3 separate regions of the Mus musculus genome follow, and regions 2 and 3 are each linked to region 1. Evidence: chromatin contacts called from public HiChIP or PLAC-seq data. All regions are on one chromosome and are shown on one strand. Each heading gives the region's core, a stretch centred on a gene start, on an enhancer-like site or on the middle of the called end of the contact. The rest is flanking DNA. Distances are from core to core; before and after follow the strand shown. Region 1 has its middle 27 kb from the start of Gm35248. Region 2 holds the start of Ubr5 (ubiquitin protein ligase E3 component n-recognin 5). Region 3 has its middle 16 kb from the start of Gm41307.

The links. HiChIP or PLAC-seq counts read pairs in DNA pulled down with a chosen protein or histone mark.
Region 2: a contact with region 1 is called in a FOXA1 HiChIP or PLAC-seq map of pancreatic cancer cells. The contact joins the promoter of Ubr5 here to the enhancer-like site in region 1. A contact is called at or near these places in 15 of 39 promoter capture datasets (the 3T3-L1 cell line, 3T3-L1-derived adipocytes, the C10 cell line and 10 more), 5 of 484 Hi-C or Micro-C datasets (the C2C12 cell line, CD8 T cells, myocytes and 2 more), 26 of 115 datasets of contacts at active chromatin or transcription factors (the 230-238 cell line, the SCID.adh cell line, bone marrow-derived macrophages and 19 more) and 2 of 9 other capture datasets (adipose tissue and liver).
Region 3: a contact with region 1 is called in a FOXA1 HiChIP or PLAC-seq map of pancreatic cancer cells. The contact joins two enhancer-like sites. A contact is called at or near these places in 10 of 484 Hi-C or Micro-C datasets (cardiomyocytes, embryonic stem cells, liver and 2 more), 7 of 115 datasets of contacts at active chromatin or transcription factors (astrocytes, double positive thymocytes, embryonic stem cells and 3 more) and 1 of 9 other capture datasets (embryonic stem cells).

Annotation. Positions count from the first base shown.
Region 1 is chr15:38,270,312-38,273,597 of GRCm38.p6, forward strand. No RefSeq gene overlaps it. Among named protein-coding and RNA genes, the nearest start is that of Gm35248, 27 kb to the right of the region's middle. Within about 2 kb of position 1,685, at least 16 of the 459 cell types and tissues checked have an H3K27ac peak or open chromatin away from gene starts, as enhancers often do. A contact at or near this core is called in the C2C12 cell line, CD8 T cells, memory CD8 T cells and 1 more, where this site is marked.
Region 2 is chr15:38,077,234-38,080,519 of GRCm38.p6, forward strand. Ubr5 (ubiquitin protein ligase E3 component n-recognin 5) reads right to left here and starts at 1,621. Exons shown (of 59, transcript NM_001112721.2): 1 at 1,131-1,621. The coding sequence starts at 1,192.
Region 3 is chr15:38,419,314-38,422,599 of GRCm38.p6, forward strand. No RefSeq gene overlaps it. Among named protein-coding and RNA genes, the nearest start is that of Gm41307, 16 kb to the left of the region's middle. Within about 2 kb of position 1,653, at least 105 of the 459 cell types and tissues checked have an H3K27ac peak or open chromatin away from gene starts, as enhancers often do. A contact at or near this core is called in pancreatic cancer cells, where this site is marked.

The DNA of each region.
Region 1 (3,286 bases), core at 435-2,934:
CTCAGAGGCATGCTGTCTACCATCCGGCAAAGCCTCATAGCTAGTCTCTGGAATACCAAGGGATAAAAAGGTTTTCCTGCTACATACTAAACTATCTCGTTGGGGCATCTCAACGGGGCCTACTACTGTCCATCTGTGTCTGGAGGCCCAGGCCAGGTTCCATGTTCCCTCCTGGAGCAGACAGGAAGAAATGCTGCAGATTTGCCTCTCACACAGCACAGATGCCTGGTCCACTGTCTGTGAATGTTGTACCACTGTGGACAACAGGAGACTGGTGTGAATAGTTCACTCTCCTTACTCCTGGGAGGTGGGGACCTGAAAGGGAAGGAAGGGCCCCTCCTGCAGGGAGGTTAGCCACATCATAGATCCGTAGCAGTGACTGGGGCCCTTGAAGGTACCAATTGCCCCCTGTTGGGTACGGAACCCTTAACCACTGACGAGGAGAAATGGTGGGCACTAGCCACACTGTCTGCTTCTGTGTTTCATACATACCTCACACATTGGAAGTTGTGAATGAGATGCCAAGTGGCTCACTCATGAAGAATGGTGTTAAATGTGTCTCATTGACACTTGTGGTGAAGCCCTCAATTTACATTGAACAACCATGTGATATTGGTCTACCAAACGTTAACTAACCTTACCAAGGGAAGAGCTAGTGGGCAGAGAGCACACTCCCAAACTTGTAAGCATCCTGCTGGTATGTTTCCAAGAGAAAGACATGGCAGAAATTGTTTGGCCTGGGCTGGGGAAATTTAGCTCAGTGGTGAGATGTCTGTCCAGTAAGCAGGAAGCTTTAGGTTCATCTCTCAGATCTGGGAAGAGAATGCTTTTGACCTCAGGAATGAATGATTTGGGCTAGGGACATGGCTCAGTGGGCACAGTTACTGTCCGAGCTCGGAACTGAACACAGTACCGCAGGCATTCTGAGCATGTGGTCTGTCACTGAGCTGCCCCAGCTCTCTGCAGTTCTACAATCTGTGAGATGCTCACACCCAGATCCCAAACTCTGGCTTTTGTACACAACTGATTTCTCACCATCTGTGACACGCACTGCTGTGCTGTGTGAAGCCAGTCCTAGTACAGGCCAAGAGACAGCTGTGAGGTCCTTGGGGACTTGATGTGAGTTATCTGAGAAGGTGTGGTGGGGTACGGGGGTGTGGTGTTTGTCTTGCCCTAGAGCTGTGGTTCTTAGCCTTCCTCGAGCTGAGACACTTTAATACAGTTCTTCATGGTGCCATGACCTTCAACCATAAAGTGATTTTCATTGCTACTTTATAACTGTAATTTGCTACTGTTATATGAATCATAATGTAAATATCTGTGTTTTCTGATAGTCTTAGGTGACCCCATGAAGAGACCATTCACCTCTCAAAGGCGTCACAACCCACAGGTTGAGAACCACACTGCCCTAGTGAAAGTTCTTATCAAAAGGAAGAGAAGAGCAGTCTAATGGATACCCTAGGACTGGCACAGTGCTGAAGGGCCTTCTGGGACTGTTGGAGGACAAGATTCACAACTGAAGTTCTCTGCCCCAGGCTGTTTCCCCAGACACACAAGTCAACAGCTGAACACACCCTTCAGCTATCTGCTCATTTGGAGACTGGAAAGTTAAACATTGCTCATACTGCGTTTGAGAGACTTCCTACCACTGAGACTCCTTGACCATTTGGGATGCTCAAAAGCTTCCAAGAAAGCATCATGTGACAGGCTGGGTGTTAGAGAGCTGGGACACTGCACCTGGATACTGCCACGCTCTAGTCTTTTTACTACTTGACACTCATTAAACAAATACAGATAGGTGGAGTGGTGGCTCGATTCCCAACAGCAAAACAAAACCCCAAAGCAAAGGATGTGAAGACAAACCTGGTATAAGGAAGTTTCTCTGGGGGAGGGAAGGGCATGAGGACCTGAAGAAGGGGCAGAGGCAGACAGACAGGAGCAGAGGCAGACAGACAGGAGCAGAGCCAGGAGGGCAGAGAAGAGGGGACAGAGGAGGACACACACACACACACACACACACACACACACACGGAGAGAGAGAGAGAGAGAGAGAGAGAGAGAGAGAGAGAGAGAGAGAGAGAGAGAGAGAGAGAGAGAGAGAACAACTAGGAACAGATGGGAACAAAGAGACAGAGAAAGAAAAAGAGAGAGTCAGAAAGACAGAGGGACAAAGAGCAGGGGTAGCAAGCAGTGCTTTTTATAAACCACTTGGTGCATCACCTGTACCTGGAGGTATGGTGGCAGGTGATGATGTAAGCAGTTGCTAGGTCCCTGGGGGAATTCTAGTGCCATGGCCTATAAGCTGACAACTTATATGAACAATGTCTTAGAAAAAACATGAAGGACCAAAGTGTGTGTGTGTGTTTGTGTATGCTTATGTAGAGATTATATTATGTATAGATGACATAAGTAAATTCTTATTGAATGACAAAAACACTAAGAGATTCTGGGTACTTACACTATGAGATGACATTAGAGCTTAAGCCCAGCAAGACTTGAGTATTTATTGCCACCCAAACTAAGCATACAGGCAGTGTCTGTATCATGGAAGCTGCCGAGTTGCACCTTTGGCCGACCTTACATGGTAAAGCTCTTAAAATAACAGTGCCTCTGATCCGAGCCTGGTGGTATGTTGTGGGTTGGTCTTATGCTCTGTGTATCCAGATGCTGATTCCGGGGCAGGACATCTAGTTACAGTCTAGACACAGGCGCTGTAATGGATATTGAAGACTCCCCTGTATCAGTGTGATGTAAAGAAAGTTCCCCAATTATCACTGATTGATTAATAAGAAGGCTGAACAGCCAGTGACGGGGCAGAGGAGATAGAAAGGCTGAACTTCTGATCCCGGTGAGGGAGAGGAGCCAGGAGAAGGATTTGGCCATGAGGCAGGTGGAGGTCAAAAAGCAGGACCATGAGATGGAAAAAAAGGGAAGAAGATTGGCCGTGAGGTCAGGCATGAGAAGGAGCCATCAAGGGAGTTCTCCATGAGCACAGACAGCTACAGCGGAGTGAGCCAAGGAGAGACTAAACACAAGTTACTCAGAGCGAGAGGCTGGCAAGTAGCTAGAGAGCGTAGAGGGTTAGGAATATCTGCTCAGTTATTGTTCTTAAAACGTGTTGAATAAATCAGTAGGTTTCCGACTCGATTATTTGGGAGCTAGCCCGGTTAGAAAAAACTGTCACTTTTAAATTTCATCGTATAATGGTGCATGGTCATAATCCTAGCACTCAGGAGGCTGAGACAGGCAGATGGGGTGTTCAAGGCCTGCTTGAGTTGCATAGCAA
Region 2 (3,286 bases), core at 371-2,870, 190 kb before region 1:
TAAACTTGATGGCCTTCCACACGCAAAAGAAATATGGGCCAGCAGCGACGTATGCGGGGAGAAGGAAGCTTAAAACGATCCACTTTCCGACCTGTAAACATTTGGCCCATCATTAGATGTGAGTCCTAGATCTCAAGACATGCTTTAATGGAGGCCTCCCTCAACCTCCGAGTCTGTTTTGCAACAGTACAGGGACTTTTTTTCCTGCTTTATCTTAGGTCCCAGTGAGCATGTGGCCCTGCAACTCAATTCAATATCCTAAAGTGGTAAGACACAGTGGCAGAGCGAAGGGGAAAAAAATCCAAATCAAAACAGCCTTAAGAGATTTTTCAAATATTTTAAATCAAAATTCCTCCTCTGCCCGTAACAAACCCAACCCAGAAATTCACAGCGCGTTAAGCAGCACTGCGAACTGCAAACCGAAGAATTTTCCTTTGACACTCCACTCACGGTTTTCAGCTGTCAAATTACAACTCCAGAAAACACTATCATTAGAATAAAAAAGGAAACAAAAAGGCTCTCACCGCAGGGGCCCAGGAGCAGTTTGGCAGTACCAAGGCGAAGGAAGGAGAGCAAAGGGAATCCAATCCACTTCCCCAACCCCCGCCTGACTTCATTCCCCTCCCGGGGCAGTCAACCTCACTGCAGGGGCTCAAATCTAATAATAATAACAATAATCATGGCGCTCCCTCCCTCCTCCCCCTCCCAACCCGCGGTCTGCCGGGAATCTCTCCCCCACCCCCACCCCGCCTCCCCGGGGAAACCCAGCCCCCGGGACACGACTCGCGGGAGCCCCCGAACCCGCCGCTCCTCTTCCCTCTCTTTTCCACCTCCACCATCCCCCATCCGCATTGTCTGTCTCAATTCAACTTTGACTAATATGGATTCCTCGGGCCTGGGCCGGGAGCCCCCGGCTCCGCCGAGTTCAACGAGGCTCCTCGCGGGAGGGGGAGGGGGCAGCGCGCCGGGCCGTCTACACCGCAGCCGCGTCCACACCGCGCCGGCCCCCGCCCCGCGGCCCGAGGCTCCCAAGTTTGGCCCACACCGGGCCTACAGGGGGCGGTAGGGCCCCCGGCGCGGCCGTGGGGGAGGGGAAAAAGGAGGGAGGTGCCCCTCCCCCGCCCCATTACCTGTCATTGAGCTGGTCCTCGGTGCCCGGCAGCGGGTGGACCACGAAATGGATGGACGTCATGGTACCGCCTGCGCGCCCCGCTCCCGGGAACGAGCCGCTCCCGCTGTCGTCCGGCCCCCCGATCCCCTTCCCGTCCCCGGATCCCACGGCCGCCGCCACCGCCTCCTCCTCCCGGTCCCCAAACGGAGGGCCGCGAGCGCGCAGGGACCGCCGCCTCCCCGCCGAGCGTGTGTCCGCGGCCCGGCGGCCCGGCGCGGCGGGCGGGAGGGCGGATCAACGCGCCGCCCGCTCGGCCGGCCACGGCGCGCACGGACGAGGGCAGCCCGGAGCGCGGCGAGCGGCGGGTGGAGAGGTGCCGGGGCGGACGCGGCGGACGCGGGGAGCGGGGAGGGACAGCAGCCCGCAGCGCGCGTCACTGGCGACGAACCGCCGCCGCCAGCGCCGCCGCCGCCATCTTCACTTCTGCCCCAGTTTCTCCGTCTCGCAGCCTGGGCGCCGATCGGCGGGGGAGGGGCGGAGGGCGGGGCCGCGGGGGCGGGGCTCTGCGCGCGGGGCGGGGCTCCGGGAAACGGGCGGCCGGGCCCCAGCGATTGGGCCGCTTAACGTTGTCGGGCCACGGTGCTGTAAGGTGCTCGCCTATTGGCGCGCTGGGCCGCGAGCCCGGCCCCCCGGGGCGGGGCGGCGTGTTCCAGAGAGCACGTGCTCGGGAAGCCGGGCGAAAGGGCACGCGCGCCGGGTTTCTTTTCCTCCCGGATCCCTAATGGTTGTGCATATGCGAATGGCTTGTTGTTGTTTCTCGTCCTCCAGCCGCATTTATACTTAAGAGAAATGTACCCCGAGGAACCAGAGATGCTCCGCTTCCTACGGCAGGCAGTTACGTAAGAGCCTTATCAAAACCTGATAGTAGGATCTTGGAAGTGACTGTGTAGCAGCTTTCATCAGCACTACCATCGTGCAACGTGGAAATTTCCACTTTTTAGTTATTCGTGTGGTTTTTATATGGGGGTGGTTGTGTGTGTGTATACTTTAATGAAAGATGATATGCATCTGTTGTAGGGAGATTTCTTGTGACCTGGGGTATCAGAACTACAACTTATGAAATTCTTCCTCCTCCGCGTACCCTCACTCCCGAACCGGTACAGTTTCCCTCTTAAAGTTTTCTGTGATCCTTTCGAAATATCGAATTCCGCTGAAAGCATGAAGCCTCTTCTCCAGTCTGTAACAGTCGTTCGTTAAATCGGGTATACAACATTAATGATTGCACAGCAGAGCAGTTTTCTTCTCTTCTTTAGTTTAGGAAGTTCTTTTGAGAATACATGAAAAATTAGATATCAAGATTTACTGGGTACACCATGAGACAGATAAGGAATAATTTTTAGTTGGCCATCAGCTCCAGTTTTCACCTAGATAAACTACAAAGTGTTCAAGGCTGGTCAATGATGCACACCTTTGTCCCAGCACTCAGAAGACAGAGGCAGACAGACATCTTAAGTTGTGGGCCAGCCTGATCTAAGAGTTCCAGGCCAGTTAGAACTACACAGTAAGACCTTGTGTCAGTCAATTAATAGTGAGTTAAGCCACTGAAAGCGCTGCATCCCATGACTACCAACCATCCTGTAATTGCTACTTTGATTTTTTTTTCCCCTCAAGTCCGTGTGATGGACACTGCTGGTTCTAGAGTCAGACAAAGTAGAATTTCAGTCCTGATTCTGCTACTTAACCAAGTGGCCTTAATTATTTACCCAGTTACAGCATTTTGTTATACACTGGGTCTAAATACTGTATGTCAAGCAAAAAGATGTGTCAGGCACACAGCAGTTCATACACATAATGAAAGATTTTTAACATATTGTGTGCACTGCTTTATACTGCCAATGGCTCCAAGTACAGTACACCTCACTCTAAGGCAAAGGATGTCCTGGCTAGCCCGGCAGTGGTGATCCACACCTTTAATCTCAATGCTCCAGGGAGGTAGGCAGAGATCTTTCTGTTCCAAGCCAGCCTGGTCTACACAGTGAGTTCAGGAAAGCTAGGAATACACACAGAGAAACCCTGTCTAGGAGAGGTGGAAAAAAGTCCTTGTTGCATAAGGATTCCAGAGCCCAAACACCTTAGTGCTGAGGCTCAGACAAAAAGCAGTTGTGACTCTGAGTC
Region 3 (3,286 bases), core at 403-2,902, 150 kb after region 1:
CCTTCCAGAAACCCAGGTGACACGGTCTGTCCTCTCCTCTACAAGCAGCCCGCATTCCTTGACTCGCCATCCTCTCCTTTGTCAAAGCCAGCGATGTCTGAGTTTCGCTTCTCTCACAACTCCTTCTTCCTATATAAAAGCTTTCTGGCTATGTTGGCTGCACCAGGCAGTCTAAGAAAAGTCATGGCCAGATCCTGAATTACAACTGCAATGCCCCTTTTACCATGTTCCAGAGATCTGGACACCAGGATCTTTGTGGCTTGGTCCTCAGCCCCCCATGATTCTCTAGGGAGATCTCATCACCGGAAAGAACGGGAAAGAACTCCATCTGGCAGTGTGGACATGAGGAAGCTGGGGTCATTTTTCAAAGGCCTAGGCCACCCGCTCTTAAATCTTCTCCTAACTCCTCGAGCTCAGACTGTCTTGGATCTTGGTGAGCCGACAGGCGTGAGATCCTTGAGGGCCCCCACAGCTCCTTCCCAAAGCAACATTGTTCTCCTCCCCAGCTGCGCAAGGCTGGCTTGCCAGTCTCTTTCCAGGGTGGGGTTGGTTTTCCTACAAGAAAACAGATGGGACAGCTGGCCCCTTCCCCCAACAAGAGAACTAAAGGCCTGTGAGACGGCTCAGAGCATCAAGGTTCTTGTCACCAAGTTTGATAGCCTGAGTTCAATCCCCAGAACCCACATAGTGGAAAGACAGAATGGATTACCATAGCTGCTGATCTTCACACGTGCCCAGCATATGCATATACACAAATAGATAGATAGATAAAATGTAAGTTTAATTAATTAATGAAATACTAAGAAATAGACAAAAGCACTAAAACCCTGTAAAAAGGGCCCCTCAGGGTCCTCTTTCATTTCGTCGGGCCATAGAAAGTGAGGTGTGACCCAGTGAGAGGCCCGCTTCAGAGTGCCCCCTGATGTAGGGTGCTGCAGGGGTCTTGAATGTCCCTGTGTTGAAGACTTGGTCCCAGAATATTTTTCTATAAAGACAGAAGTTGGCTGAGACTCCCTCCCATGGCGTACATGGACATTAGGAGACAGCTTAGAACTGGGGAAGTTAGGAACTGTTGTGTGGGGATCTCAGAAGCCACAGACTCCTGGTCACGCTACTCTGGAGAAGCTCAATGTTTGCCAACACCATGCCCTGGCTCCTCCTTGCCTGACTGTATGGACCAGCATTTTTGACCCAAGCTCCTGAAACTGTGAAGTCAGGCTAGAGAGACCATGGGAGCTGCTGGGCGGTGTGGCTTGAGCTCACTGCCCCACGACTCGCTGCCCACTGGGAATGGTCATGAACAACTATGGCTTTCTTGTTTGCTGGCTTGTTTCTGGTTTGTGCAGTACCAGGGACAGACCTCCCACATGCCAGCTAACGCCTGCTGAACTTCTGGTTTGTACATAGGAATACATAGTGCCTCTCTTTTGGCAGAGCCCTCTCCCCAGTCCACACCATAGTCAGACAGTAAAGCTCTGCCTGATACTTCTCTCTTCATGTCATGCTGCTGGCTGAGGTGACCCTTCTCGGAAAGGCATCTCAGAGTCTCCAGCATGCCAGGAAGTTTCTCCCTCACAGCCTGGAGGAGCACAAACTGTCAAACAGGAATTCAGGTCTGTGGTTCGCCCAGAAGCTGCCAGCCAGAGGAGTGTTTGTTTACATAGCAACCCTCTCTCCTCTTGACAACAGCAGCCTGGAGCCAAGCTCCAGGGTGACAGGTATGGGCAGTGATTTGCTGCAGTAGGTTTTGTCCCATCCCCCAGGACTGCCATTTGTTCCTCAGGAGCCTGAGCTGATCTGGTCTACAGACCATGCCTCACCCAACTGGGCCTCCTTCAGAGCCGACCTCCCATCCCCTCTGAGGACCTTTCTTGAGCCAAGCAAGAGCCCCAGGGTAGCAGTCCTGTTGTTGGGAGCCACAGTGAGCAAGGAAGGAGTGTTAAGGGAAATAGGAATAAGGGGATGCTGGGCATGGCCTGAGAGAGGCAGAGCTGGAGCCCATTGCTGTCACAGCAGGAAGCAGAGGTGGCTCCAGGCTCCTGCTGACATGCGTCCTTTCCCCCAAAGGTCGCAGCTAAGAAGACATTTACCCAGCTTACCTTCCTGAGGCAAAGCTCACCCTCCAGTATGTGAACAGAGAAGAGACCTAAAGATGATAGAGACCAATCTTGACATCTCACAGATGAGAGAAAACTGAGGCCCACGATGCCTAGTGACTTGCTTACAATTAGGCAGCGGTGGGAAACACACACACACACACACACACACACACACACACACACACACACACACACAAGGCAAATGGCCTGTGACTTTCATACCCTAGTCAAAATTCCCTCTGACCAGAGTACACATCTGCATACCAACATGGACTCCAGGATGTCTAGAGCTAGCTCAGTGGTTATCACAGCCACCAGCTTAGCAATGGCTAAGCATGGTCAACTGCCCTCCACGGGAGTTCTTCTTGAGCTCCATCACCAGTCACAGACCACTCTGGGCTAGGGACACTCTGAATTGCCCAAGTTATTTCAGCTGGGCAGAGGGAGAGCAAGGATTTGCATCTAGGTTCACTGTATGTGGGACTCACCTCTCTTCGGATAGGTGCTTCTGTTCCCCACATTCTCATCTTCCCACGCTGCAGCCTGGGCCACAGGCTGGGGTATTTCTGAGAGAAGCCAAGAGGCTACACTCTGAAAAGCATCAACTCACATGTGTGTGTAGGCAAAGCCAGAGCCATTGATCAACACTGAATCAGGACAAACCCTTGGAGATTATCTGAGAATAGGCAGGTGGCACAGGGGACATTCGGGAGGACTGGTGTAGAGGCTGGGGACAGGGACAGGACAGAGATGTAGTTTGCAGTGTGCATTTACTATCCCTTCATTCTGGTGCCATGTGCTTCTCTTGTGCTTTCAAAAGTGAACACATTTTCTAAAAATGAATAGGCGTGGTGTAATCCCAGCATTTAGGAGGTCACATGGCCCCCACCCCCTACACACACACACACACACACAGAGAGAGAGAGAGAGAGAGAGAGAGAGAGAGAGAGAGAGAGAGAGAGAGAAAGTTTAGAGCTCACAGAAACACCAGAACAGCGTGACACACTCTGCCCTACTGGCCAACAGGGTTTGTTCATTTGCCTGTTTTGAGACCTGATCTTACTATAATGTAGTAGTCCTGGCTGGCCTAGAACTCTGTTTAGACCAAGATGCCTTCAACCGTGCAGCGATCCTCCTGTCTCTGCCTTTCAAGTGTTTGGATTACAGACATGTGCGACTTTGCCTGG